Linked DNA regions of Capsicum annuum: region 2 is linked to region 1. The links are chromatin contacts, called in public Hi-C maps. All regions are on one chromosome and are shown on one strand. Each heading gives the region's core, a stretch centred on a gene start, on an enhancer-like site or on the middle of the called end of the contact. The rest is flanking DNA. Distances are from core to core; before and after follow the strand shown.

Region 1 (6,809 bases), core at 2,130-4,629:
AATATATCCCCCTTCATTTCGTAACAGTGAGATCTATATCCTATAATTAAATCGACAATATATGTTGCCAATTTAGTGATGTTATGATTTATAAGGTAAATTTTTTATCAGAAATTAATGTTTTATTGATCTGCTTTGTGAAGTTTTCAATCAGCGTATCAAGAAAAGTTCACATTGTCCCACAAACTCAAAAAAAATAAAACTAAAAAATCTTAACAATTAGAAAGATGTTCTAATATATAACGTATATTGTGTACTGCGTCTTTTCAATTTTTTGCTGTTATCTCATCTTTCCTTTTTTTTTTTTTTTTGTAAGAAAATTAACAATTTTCAATATTAAAAGAGTGTGAGTGTTACAATTGACATGAATTGTAGATTGTTGCTATACAAGCTAAGAGTAACTTTAATTTGTACGACGATCATATATAACGATTAGTATCTGATAAAAGCTTTCTCTTCTCCTATTTCTGTTCCGTATTACTTAAATAGCTTATCTACATATTATATAGTTGTCTCAGATTACTTGTCAATATATAAAATTATAATAGCATATTAAAAATACTAATTAAAGTGGGAAACGGACAAATTAAATAATACTTCCTCCGTTTCGGAATAAATGAATTGTTGGGGTATTTATTGATATTTCAAAATAAGTGAATCGTTGAATTTTTATCCAAAATTATCTTTATGATTTGACAAGCAAAAGAGATTGCGGCTTTTTCTTTTTTTGGGTAAAAGAGATTTCAAGGGTAAAAATAAAAATTTATGTCTTTGATTCTTTTTCCTTAATCTATGTGTCAAAATTCAACAATTCATTTATTTTGAAATGGAGGGAGTATGGAGTAGAGGAAGTATATAATTGTCAAATTATTATGTCAAAAAAGCGGGATTAAGTGAATAGTATAGTTCTGTACTAAAATACTACTGCTCGTTGTTGATATTGTTTGTGTATACTTTTTAGTGTTCTTTTGCATCACCTTCGTAAATGTATATGATAGTTTTAGGGGGAAAAAAAATAATGGAAAAGATAAAAGTGTAACAGTCTTTCTTACTTTATTGTTTTATTTATGTCTACCTTGCGGTGTTTCCCTCTCAAGCTTACGTACAAAAGATATCTAATAAATTTGTACCTAACAAAAGGACAACAACCACTTGTGTGGAGAGACATGACATAACATTGATACCTAACAGATGTTTGTTTTCAAGTAAGAAGAGTTAACATCACCCAATGTATATGAAAATGATGTGTGTTATTAACATATATATATATATATATATAACTCCAGGGAAAGAAATTTTCAAATATTAATTGCAACAAATAAAAGTTGAAGGAAAAGGTGGTGGTGGCACGTCATGCTGATAAATGCCAATATCACATGACAAAGCAATTTCATTGTTTGTTTGGAATTCTTTTTCTCTTATTACGCTTTTTTTCTAAAATGTTGTTTTCTCCATTTAAAAAAGAAATTCTAGTTGCAAATAGTTGTTAGCAAAACAAATATTTGGTTCTTTTCATACCTAACAATAGGGGGAAAAAATCGCAATTGATGCATTCGTGCAGTGTCACTTTAGTTTAGTTCATGGTCATTAAGAAAAATAAGAAATATAAGGTATTATTTACTAAAATACCTCTATTTATTAGATTTTTTTTTTCCGAGAATTGAACGTTATTAAAAAGAGGTCGTAGTAAAGTAGTATTCTAATATCAAGTTATATTGAAAATAATTACTCCGAACGTAAGGTAGTTTTCTAATGGCAAAGTAGCAGAGTAGCATTTTTGAGACAATTCTTTGAATTTTTTTTTTTTTTAATTCAAACTTATTTTGAGACAGAGGAAGTAGATGTTTGGATAGCATTTTTTTTTTCCTTTCTACGGGATTTATATTTATTACAACAAAATAATGATCTTAATTAGGGTGTTCTAAGACTAGTTTGGCTTAATCTTAATTACAATACCGCTATTTCAGTTGTAATACTCTTCAAATCAATTTTAAAAATTTAAATTTTTTATTAAAGTTGAAGAATAACTGTGGACAAGTGGATCCTAATGTAAACATAAAAAGTGAATTTCGAGTCATCTAGGTGTTATGCTCGTGATAAAAAACAATATTTGCCAGCAAACAATGAATTCTAGAGTATTTCGAATAATAGAACCATTTAAATTTCGTGATAAAAAACAATATTTGCCAGCAAACAATGAATTCTAGAGTATTTCGAATAATAGAACCATTTAAATTTCAAATTTGAATTTTATTTAATCATCAAATATATAAAAGCTAAAAGAATTGGCAAAGTACTAAAACTTTGACGTTTCTATTCACAAACGTACTAATTGTGTGTGACCAAACCATCTAAGATCCTATGTTTCATTGATTATCTTACTTAATTTTGGCCCACAATTAATAAAAGTGAGAATTGACCTTAACCTCAAAATTCTAGATATATCCTCAAAATTCTAGATATATCCTAGGCTACACACACTATTAACAGATTTTAGTAAACTTTTTTCCAATGTGAAATTGAAACCATAGATTATAACTTATTCTTATGCCCTTAATGAAAGTGAATATTGACTTTAACGGTTTAACCTCAACCACTTTACGTGCTTCCAACTTTCAAGGCGAAAGAAGGGAAGATAATTAAAAAAAAATTCCAATTTTGCTTTCTAATAGTAGATAACACTAACTTGGTACTATTTGATTTTCTCTCTTGTCATTGATTTTTAATTTCGTTGACGTGGACCTACAGTGGCAAAATCAAATATTTTTCATAAAGAAATTTCAAAATATGTACATGAAAGAATATACCCCTAAATAAGTCAAAAAAAGATTTTAACACATGTTATGTATGACAAATAATCTTAATATTGTGTAAATTTCTCATGATGGGGGAGTTCAAATGATTCATCGCTCCTTAGCTCTATTCATCACCATTCAGTTAGAATAAATCTAAAACCAACTCATCATATATTGTGTATATATGATTCAGCGTGCCAATAAGTTACTATATAATTTATTAGAAATATAGGACGATCAAATCAGAGATATCATGAAATCCTTCGCTCTTTGGGGCGCTATTAGCATCGAGGAATATGTACTGTATTGTGTATGTGACTCGTTTAGATCATAAGCTGATATAAAAGCAAGAAAATTGTTTTATCTGTATCAATGAACAGTACCTGTGAATGAGGTAGAATGGAAAAAAAATAAAAATATCTCATCATATTTCTCTATATTTTATAAAATGAATTAATTTCTCTATTGGCGTAAATTAATGTCCTGAATTTAAAATGATAAAATTCCCCATTAGTTATCTCCACCCATGTGTACCAATAACAATCAGAAAAGTTGTACTGCCAAACAGTATTAATAAATCCAAATTTAGAAAAATGTTGATTTGAAGTAATCATAACCAAAGTTTTGAATGAGTTGGAAAACTGACAGGGAAACAAAATGGATTAGTGATAAGACTTCTCTTTGATTTATATAATTAAAAGTTTATCTATAAGGGGCTGCTGGATTAACATATGTAGACAATTACTTTTTGCACATATTTATTATAGCCATTTGTTTCTTGATTCAATTATATTATTGGTGGGCCAATTCAAGAAGGGATGTTGAATTTGATGTTGATATGTTACATATAAATACAAAGGGAATATTATGCTGTATTAGCCGCATATTAAAAATAATAATTAGTCAATACATATATATTTTAATTTGATAAACACACAATATACATTTCCATAATAAATATATTTTTTAATTTGATATACATACAATATACATTTCTATACAAACTACTAATATATTAGTAGTTTTTGTGTGTGTATATATATCTTAAGTTAAATTTAGAAAAATTGGAAAGAAGAGCTTGTTAGGTAACCTTAATTGAATGATATGATGTGGTAGGTATTTCTGTCATATTCATTGACAAATCATATACAGAATGTTAGCAGAGAATACTGGTAATCAATTGAAAATTGAAATCTTATTAATTGCAATTGAATTGAAGTTCCATTCTTTATTTACCGTTAAATGGTTTTGTCCTAGTCCAAAAATGTCATTATCGATATTGAAATGGAGAAAGTAAGTTTCTGGATAAATGACATTTTTACTTTTGGCATTTTATTTTCTTCAAAGAGGAAAGTTTGATCTCTTCTAGACGCTAATATTGTAGATAGATATATGCAAAATAATAATAATTAAAATTACTGGAAAAGGTGCCATTAAATTTTGAATTATCATACCAAAAAAAGAGTTTCGAAAAATAAAAAATGCCAAGTCAAATTTAAAAAATTGTCAATAAACTTAGTGCACGATTAACTTGGAAGAGAAATACTTATCTTTAATGATTCTCAAATTTTTGTTAATCCTCCATTTGTTCTTTACTGAACCATATTAACTTTTTAATAATGCATTTTTTCAGAAGCAAAAAAAAAAAAACAACCACCACAACTCCTTTTCTAAAAATATTCTTTTTCTTATTTAATAGATTTAATTTAAGGCCGAGATACCAAAATAGTGATAAATAGTTAACATTATTGGTGCACACTCCATGACAGAGAAAGGTGATAAATGAATCCATTTCGACAAGTCATATCTAGAAGATTTTTTTTGTTCCAAACAAATGACTAAATTAGTATAAGTGCTTTGTTCACAAGCAATTGCTAGAAGCACATGACATGAACCACTATGATTAAAGCTCCCAACCAATACTTTCAAGTACAACTAATTAACTAGGTGGATGTCATGTCAAACTTCCTAATTCAACAAAATAATTTTAAAAACAAATAAACAGGTAGATACATGATTGAGTACACACTTAATTAATTGATCTGGTCCAGTGTAACAAATAAAACAAATGGTACAGTTTTGTGCCATTATTTTGAGGAGTTGGTAGCACTGTTCAGTGCCCAAATTTTGGGTGTATGTATCAATTAATTAATGAACAAATCTAGGACTGATCAATTGTTTTTTAAGACAGAGATGCACAAAATTTCAAAAACATCAAATGTCATGTCCAAGCTCATTCACATGTTTTACACAGGAAAGGGGTATTGTTTATTGTGGTAATGTCATGTCAGAATTCTGTCATTGTTTTATGTAAGTTTTTTACGTAAAATTTAAAAGAGGATGGGATAAATAGATAATAAATAAATAAATAAAGACTGTTAAAAGAATAACATAGTAATGGAAATAATATGCATCGAATTAAGCATGCATCAGTTTGATCATAAAAGATTGTTTTCTCGTATTGTTGTTTAATTGATCCAGAAATTATTATGTTCGTATTTATACAAATAGCATCCATTGGTCCCTTGTTTGTGTTGCTTTGGAATTATAATTATTATTATTATAGAGTTTGAAGTTGCACTAGATGTTACTACGTTAGGACAAGTGCTTTATCACAGACACTAGAATTGTTAAATCTTCGTGGAATGAACCCAAAATATGATATCAATATAAAATAAAACAGATGAAGTATATATTTATGTTTTTATATATCATAATTATTTGTCACAGATGTTACAATTTACTTATTAATGGTCTCTCTCTATACATTACAAATCATTTCTGTTGCTTCTTAAAAAATAAATTACATACATATATAAACTGGTTATTTTTGGGCCTTTTGAAATCCATGTACTAGAGGTGGGTTGCTTGAATTTCAGCACAATGAAAGGAGAACTAACGCTAAACACTAATCCTACTATATTTGGGCAACTTGCCAAGTATGAGAAAGTCCAATGGAAAACTTATCTACATATACCACTTTTAAAGAAGAGAAAAGGACAATGACTATATTTTTTTAAACAAATGACCATTATTTAACCAACTTTCATTCAAACTAAAAATTACATAAATACATAACTTATATTTTTTATATTACAAAAAATCCAACTCCCTAAACATATTACAAAAATCTCAACATATACACAGAATGCTATGTATATGTCGGCTATGTTATGTATATTAATAGAGAGAAAATAAAATAATTAAACAAGGGGGAGAGAGTGTAATGAATTTCAAAAGGGTTGGCAATTATGTTATTTATACATTTTCAAATAATGGCCAGTCGGCCTAAACTATTATCATCCAATAGTCATTGGCTGCTTCATCTTTCCTTTTTCCTAGTGGGTCATTTCGGCCATGTTTAGTATTTTTTTCAGTTTGGGCTATTTGGCCCTTCTTTTTCAATGCTTCAGCTCTTTTTTGCTATAAATTTTTTGATTAAAAAATTATAATTTTTTTGTTTAAAAATAATAATTAAGTACAATTGTATAAGAAATATATAATTAATAAATAAAAAAAGTATCAATCTAAGATATATGTATGTGAACTTTACAAAATGCGTATAAAACTTATACACTTGTATAGAATATGTATCTAAATAAGTATTGCTGCTAACAGTTATAAAAAATCTATGTAGAACAATATAACTGTTGTATAGAATATATAGTTTTGTATATGATATATATAGAAATTATATCATTGTTGTATTGATATAATTACTATATTTTTTAAACAAATGACCATTATTTAACCAACTTTCATTCAAACTAAAAATTACATAAATACACAACTTGGAAAGTTTAAAAATATTTGAGGTGTAGAGGGGGTATTTGAGAAAAATCAGGAAAAAAAGAGAAATAATAAAAACTAAAAATAAAGGTTAAAGATAAATGAATTAAAAAAAAAGAAAAAAAATGAAGAAATAGATAATGTTTGAGAAAAAAATAAAAGTTGAGACATATGAGTTAAAACATGAAAATAAAATTAAGAAAAAAATAAAAAAAGTAAAAATAA
Region 2 (6,617 bases), core at 3,981-6,480, 39 kb before region 1:
ACTTCTTCAGATGAGGAAGATTGTGTATTTTGTGCTGGTGATGAAGTAAAAAGAAATGTATCTTTATGAAACACTACATCTTTACTAGTTAATATTCTCTTTGATGTGAAATCCAATAGTAAATATCCCTTCTGAGACTCTGAATAGCCTACTAATACTACAGGTTTGGCCCTTTCTATGAATTTATCACCTCTTGGTAAGATAGTTACATAGCACAAGCATCTAAATACTCTAAGATGAGACAACTTAGGATCCTTGGAAAACATCAATTGAAATGGGCTCTTACCACTCAGAACAAATGATGGCAACATGTTCATTATATATACTACAACTTTTACACATAGTCCCCAATATTTAATAGGCAAGTGAGACTGAAACTTGAGGGCTCTGGCTATGTTAAATATGTGTTTGTGCTTCCTATCCACAACTCCATTCTGTTGAAGAGTCTGAGGGCAACTGGTTTGATACAAAATGCCTAGGGACTGGAACAATGTCTTACAATGAGAGTTGATAAATTTAGTTTCATTATCAGATCTGATGGATTTCACCACTAATAAAAACTGAGTTTTAATCATAGAAATGAATATTTTAATGGCCACTATGGTCTCATACTTTAACTGCAATAGGTACACTCAAGTGTATCTACTATGGTCATCTATCATAGTCAAGAAATAGTATTTGTTTTCAAAAGTAGAAGTTTTATATGGACCCCATAAACCCATGTGTACAAGTTCAAACCAAGTGGAACATCTAGTAGTACTTGTAGGAAATGACAATCTTGTCTGTTTAGCTAGTGGACACACAGTACATTTATTCAACATATTTACATCACTAGGAATGTTTTAGAATGTCTAAACATTTGAGAACTTGAGAAGCAGGGTGTCCAAGTCTTTGGTGCCATAAACTGCAACTGGAAGTTGAGACTTCTTCAATGAATTTGTTGGTTTTTTGTCCTGACTGATTAGTATTTCCCGTCCAACCACTTTTAAGAACATACAGTCCACCCTCTTGTCTACCAATCCCCTTCACCTTGCCATTGAAGAGGTCCTGAAAGATACAAAAAATCAGGATAAAATAGTACAAAGCATGAAAGTTACTTGGTTATCTTAGCAACAGACAACAAATTGAGTTTAAAGTCTGATAAAAATAGGACATCTTTAATCACATCATCTGCAAAAATGTAGGCTTCTCTAGTGTGTGAGATTGTCACTTCATCATCTGTTGGGAGGTGCAACTTGTCCAAATATTTAGTGTCTAATCTGGTACTACTTTTGAATAAGTGTCTATGTGCAGACACATGATGTGTAGGACCTGAGTCTACAATCCAACTTTCAGGATAGGCTTTGGACAAGAAATAAGTAGTAATACCTGGCATATTGACTTGTTTCATATCCTTGATATCTTTGCTCAACATGGTCATAATCTGAGTGTACTCCTCCTCAATGAATGTGTGAGGCTTGGCCAGTGGTGCATGAGTCCCTTCATGACTAGAACTTGCAGCATCAACCTGACCAGCTACTATAGTTGGAGCCTGGGAAAATTTGTTACTAGTGTTGACAAAATTGTTACCACCATTGTTACTGCCAGTGTTCTGTGACCCGAAGTTAGAGTTGTATCCTTGTTTCTTCTTGTTCTTCCAATCATTTGGATACCCTACCAACTTGTAACAAGTTTCCTTGGTATGACCTAAAAGATGACAGTAATCACATTTTCTGCCTTTATAGTTAGTGTTGTTTTATCCAAAATCATAATTTCAATTCACTTGCATATCAAGTGGTTCTGATCTGTCATTCACAGTCATCATACAAGATGAATATTGTATTTCATCCTCTATATGCATGGCATAAGGTTGATTAATAGTAGAAGTTACTTCTTTGAGCAGTATTTGTCTTCTAGCTTGATCATAGGACTCATTCAGGCCACTTAAAAACTGTAAGAGTCTAAGTTGACACATATGATCTGAGTACTCTCTAGACTTAGGGCAATCGCAACTAGGATTTGGCATTAGTACATCATACTCACTCCATAAACTCTTCAATTTGGTAAAATAAGCTGAGATTGAATCTGTACCTTGAGAGTGCATATTAATTTTACGATGCAATTGGTATATACGCATACGATTCACCTTGTCATATCTTTCCTTCAAATCTTCTCAAACTGCACAAACATTTGTGGCATAAACAATTTCAGATAACAGAATTTCACTCACAGTGTTCATGATCCAGGAAAGCACAATTGTATTACATATTTTTCACTGCTCATGTAGCTCCTCTCTATACGACTCCTTGCTGCAGGTTCCAGTGACAAACCAAACTTTCTCTTTCCTAAGAGAGCAATACGCATCGATCGACTCCATAAACTATAATTTTCTGAACTAGTTAACTTGATTGGAACAAGTACGGCACTAGAACTATCAGAAACACCAATGAAAAGTGGATCACTTTGATCTATTTTAGGCGCCATGATTGATAGGATGTAACTGCAAGGTAGATCTAAATCGCGAAGAAGAAGAAGCTAAAAAAACAGAGATCGAAAATGCACTGAGAAAGAGATCTCAAGTTACACAGAAAACTTGGTGAAATATGATCGAAAACACACTTAGTGTTGAGCTCGTGGCTCTGATACCATGTAAAATGGAAGAATTGCAGCTTGATAGCTTACAATCAAGAAGAAGAATAAAATAGTCAGAAACTGAATTTTCATTATTCCCGCCTGAAGATTATAGTTATGAGTTTATTTATAGACTTTAGTTAAGATGAGCTAAGAATGAGCTAAGAAGTGAATCATGTATCCAGTTTATTGACAACTCATTGTAACTATTGTAACTAACTAATCATTGTATAACAACCTTCAACAACCTCTACAGCTGACTCGGCTATTGACTAACTAACTAACTACTCCTATCAATATTACACACCAATGGAGCAGACAGTCGTATATGTTGCCACGTATGTGCTAGTTCAAAACAGTCTAATCAACACTATTATTGTCATTAATCCCCCTCAAAGTCATACATGGCCAAATTTTGGGTAGTAAGACATTATTATGTAAATTCACCTCTTGAACTTCAAACTCAATAATAATGACTATTTTTGAAAGATATTATCGAAAAACATCTAATCCGCATTATTCTTGCCATAAATCGTTCCTAAAAGTCGTATGTGGCCAAATTTTTGATTGTTTGAAATGGATGATATCCATCCATGTACGAAATATCTCTATATATAAATATAGGGACAAGTATTATGAGTCTAAAATTGACGTTCTAATCTTGTTTTAAATTATTTTTCTACTAATTTGCAGTTAGCTTTATATATCAGTTATAACTGCCTAAACTTCCGTTTAATTGATTGTGCTATGACCCAAGGAAAAAAAAAAGATTCATTTTAGATTTTTCTTTACAAGAATAAAATATTATGTAAATAGATAAAAATTAAAATATTTTCATCACATATAAAATTAATAAGTTATTGAATATTTTTATATATAAGATAATTGTTAACTAGTTTGTCAAAGCGTATTAGCTATTTCTGCGAATGTTTTCTTATTTAGTTGGTCAAAGATTATTTTTCTTTAGAATCAGTGTTACGTATCTTATTTAGGAGTAATTACGGCCCTAAATTCTCAATCAACTAGTTTCGAATATATCTAAAAATATGTAGATTATGTATAATTATATTGAATATATACATGTATTATACATATTATATACATACTGAAACGATCAATTAATTCATTGAACAGTCATAGAGTAATTTTTAATGTCACAATTTTCCTACTTATAATATGAAATCCAGAATTAACCCAAAAAAAAAAAAAAAAACTTTTTTCCAACAATTATTCTTTTATGTGAGTAGTTGTTTGTCATCTCTCATGAAAAGGAAGTGGATTGAGGAGGAGCCATCTGTTTGCACTTCTTGACAAATATCATTTGTTTTATTATACTTAAAGTGGGTATTTAATTTGAAACCATGAACATGGTCAATAAACAACCTTTTCTGAAATGTCATTTTCATAGTGAAAAGGACAAAAGCAAAATCAATTCCCCTGCAAATTTCCAACTTATCATCCTCATACAGCCACCCTCCACATCACTTTCACTAAATAATTTGGACAAAATATGGATAATCTTGACAATATTATCAGCATGGGATAATCTTATGGTTCTACTTGTTCATTGATTCAAAAAACAATTAGGTAGATAATTAAAATAGTTGGTAGAAGCTTTTCAACGTCTTAATGCTGATCAAATTCAGAATATTTTAAAGCTTCTTCGAGAATGTGGCTTGATTAAAAACAACATTTGATTTTGTAAATGCTTCACATAATTTGTTGGAAATCAATACTAATAAATTCTTTAAAACTTGCATTTATTTTATTACTCCTTGTAGTATTTACTTTACATCTTTTCCTGCTGCTCTGTTTCGATTAACTTCTCTTTCGAATCGAGCATCTATAAAATATTATTTCTCTAACTCACAAAGATAGAAATTAAAGTATATGTATAGCTTAATCTTCAAAGACCTTATTTGTAGGATTACATTAAATACATTTGGTGTTATGCTGGGTATGGGTGAGTATTTATCATTATATGAATATGTTTAGGTATCACACTTGAAAGTTATACACCATTTTAGATGGAAAAAATCTACTAAATTTCGACATCTTAAAGTTTGTCTTATATGGATTGATATTGACTAATGAGGTGATTATGTGTTCTCATATAATAGTGCTTAATTAGTCAAAAGAAATTAGGCTATCAACACCCCATACCCCACCACTCAACCCCCACCTAAAGTATTGAACAAGTTAATATATCTCACAAGACATTTTAATATTTGCTAATTAAGTAATAATTTTAAATAAGAATTATTCATGTTTTACCTAAAAGCGTGACTATTGATTACACTTTTAAGATATTGATAACAACATCACCCAATATTCATAAGTATGTTTATTTTTATAATGAAACCAAATTTTCATAAAAGTTGGATCAAAGTAATTAATTATGGTTTACCATTCTTTAAGTAACGATACCATCTTGCCTAAGCGATGATTATCAGTTATGACAAATCTTTTATTTAATAATTTAGTATCGAAGGACCTATTAGTGTGCCCTTTGAAAGGGGCCATTCAACCATCAACAAAAAATTAATCACTTCCATTCTTATCTTTCAAAATATGCATCAATTTCCTATAATAGTAAATAATTAGTCAATTTTGACATCGAGTGAAACCGAACCTATTTTCTAGTAAACACCAATTAGATGTTTGATTTTAGATTGGTAGGTAGTCAAGCGTTGTCTAAATTTTCTTATGAGTATTGGCATATTATTATTAATTTCCAATTATCTCATTCTATGATTTTATTATCATTATATGTTGTTTCATTTGTTTTAATTATCATATTATTTGTTGTTGTTATTGTCTCTTATTATTTTTAGCATGAAGTACTTCCGTATTTAATTTAATATGATTTCTTCTTCCTTCACAAAATATGAATTAGAGTCTGTATACAATTCACTTTCCCTACTTGTGATTTTTCACTGTATTGTAGTAGTAGTTGTTGTTGAGTGGACCAGAACCTATTTTCTTGTAATCACCAATCAGATGTTTGATTATTGATGAATAATAATGTACGTTACTTTGAAGTCAAAATTTACAAAGTGGACTTCAAGTTTCGAATTAATTAAAATGATGGTCCTCCAAATAAACAACGTGTTGTTTATCAAAATAATAATACTCAAAACGTAGAAGTAGTATTTGATTAGGCTTTCCTTGCAAGAGAAATACTTTTAAAAGCAAGTAAACAAGTAAAAGTATTAACGTGTAAACCACCTCTTTGCTGGTATATGTACCTATCTTATGAAAACCCATCCAAATTTATTTGATATATCAACAGAATTTGACTTGTAATTCATTCGTAGAAGTTAAAAGAAAACGTTGAATCAATAATAAAAGAAGAGTAGTTAAATGTGTTGATATCAAAGTCAGCTTGAATCTCATTAGAAATATGAAGTCAGTATAATATATATTATACTCTCTCGTTTAAAAAAATGACTTATTTTGAATTAATATCGAGCTTAATTAAATAAAAAAGACTTTTACATTTTGTGTTCTTAAATTAAAGTTATGTTTATGTATCAAAATATTTTTTAATCTTATGATCTTAAACATGCCACGTGTAAAGTTGAAATTAAATATTATAAGAAAAAAGGAAGTCACTTTCTGTAAGAAAAGAATATTAGTAAGTCAGATGCAATTTATCAATCTTAGGCATCTAGATATTGGTCAGATTGAATATTTATCTATATTTGTGTTCAACTAATTTTTAATCCATTCAAACTCAATTAGCTAGTCATTTTGCCACCACTCCTAATAACTATAAAGAGTCTTGTTTGGTTCTTGCTCACAAAAAGAGTTATAATACGCCTAAAAACTAACACAACTAATATCATATTTAGTAATTCTTAGTTCTTGTGTCTAAAATTCAAGCAGATAGTGTTTGATGTTTTTTAAAAATAAATTTAAATAAAAAATTAAACATTTGGAGTCAATTTATTATTATATGTGAAATAGAACATGAAGAATCTAATACTTAAATAACTAATTTTTAT

Evidence for each region. Hi-C and Micro-C count contacts between places; a contact is called where the count stands out from the background.
Region 2: a contact with region 1 is called in a Hi-C map of leaf, with 2.8 times the contacts expected there. The contact joins two enhancer-like sites. A contact is called at or near these places in 3 of 5 Hi-C or Micro-C datasets (bud, leaf and placenta).

Annotation. Positions count from the first base shown.
Region 1 is chr2:111,912,576-111,919,384 of UCD10Xv1.1, reverse strand. No RefSeq gene overlaps it. Among protein-coding and RNA genes, the nearest start is that of LOC107858965, 23 kb to the left of the region's middle. Within about 2 kb of position 3,379, at least 5 of the 5 cell types and tissues checked have an H3K27ac peak or open chromatin away from gene starts, as enhancers often do. A contact at or near this core is called in bud and leaf, where this site is marked.
Region 2 is chr2:111,953,399-111,960,015 of UCD10Xv1.1, reverse strand. No RefSeq gene overlaps it. Among protein-coding and RNA genes, the nearest start is that of LOC107861099, 16 kb to the left of the region's middle. Within about 2 kb of position 5,230, at least 4 of the 5 cell types and tissues checked have an H3K27ac peak or open chromatin away from gene starts, as enhancers often do. A contact at or near this core is called in bud and leaf, where this site is marked.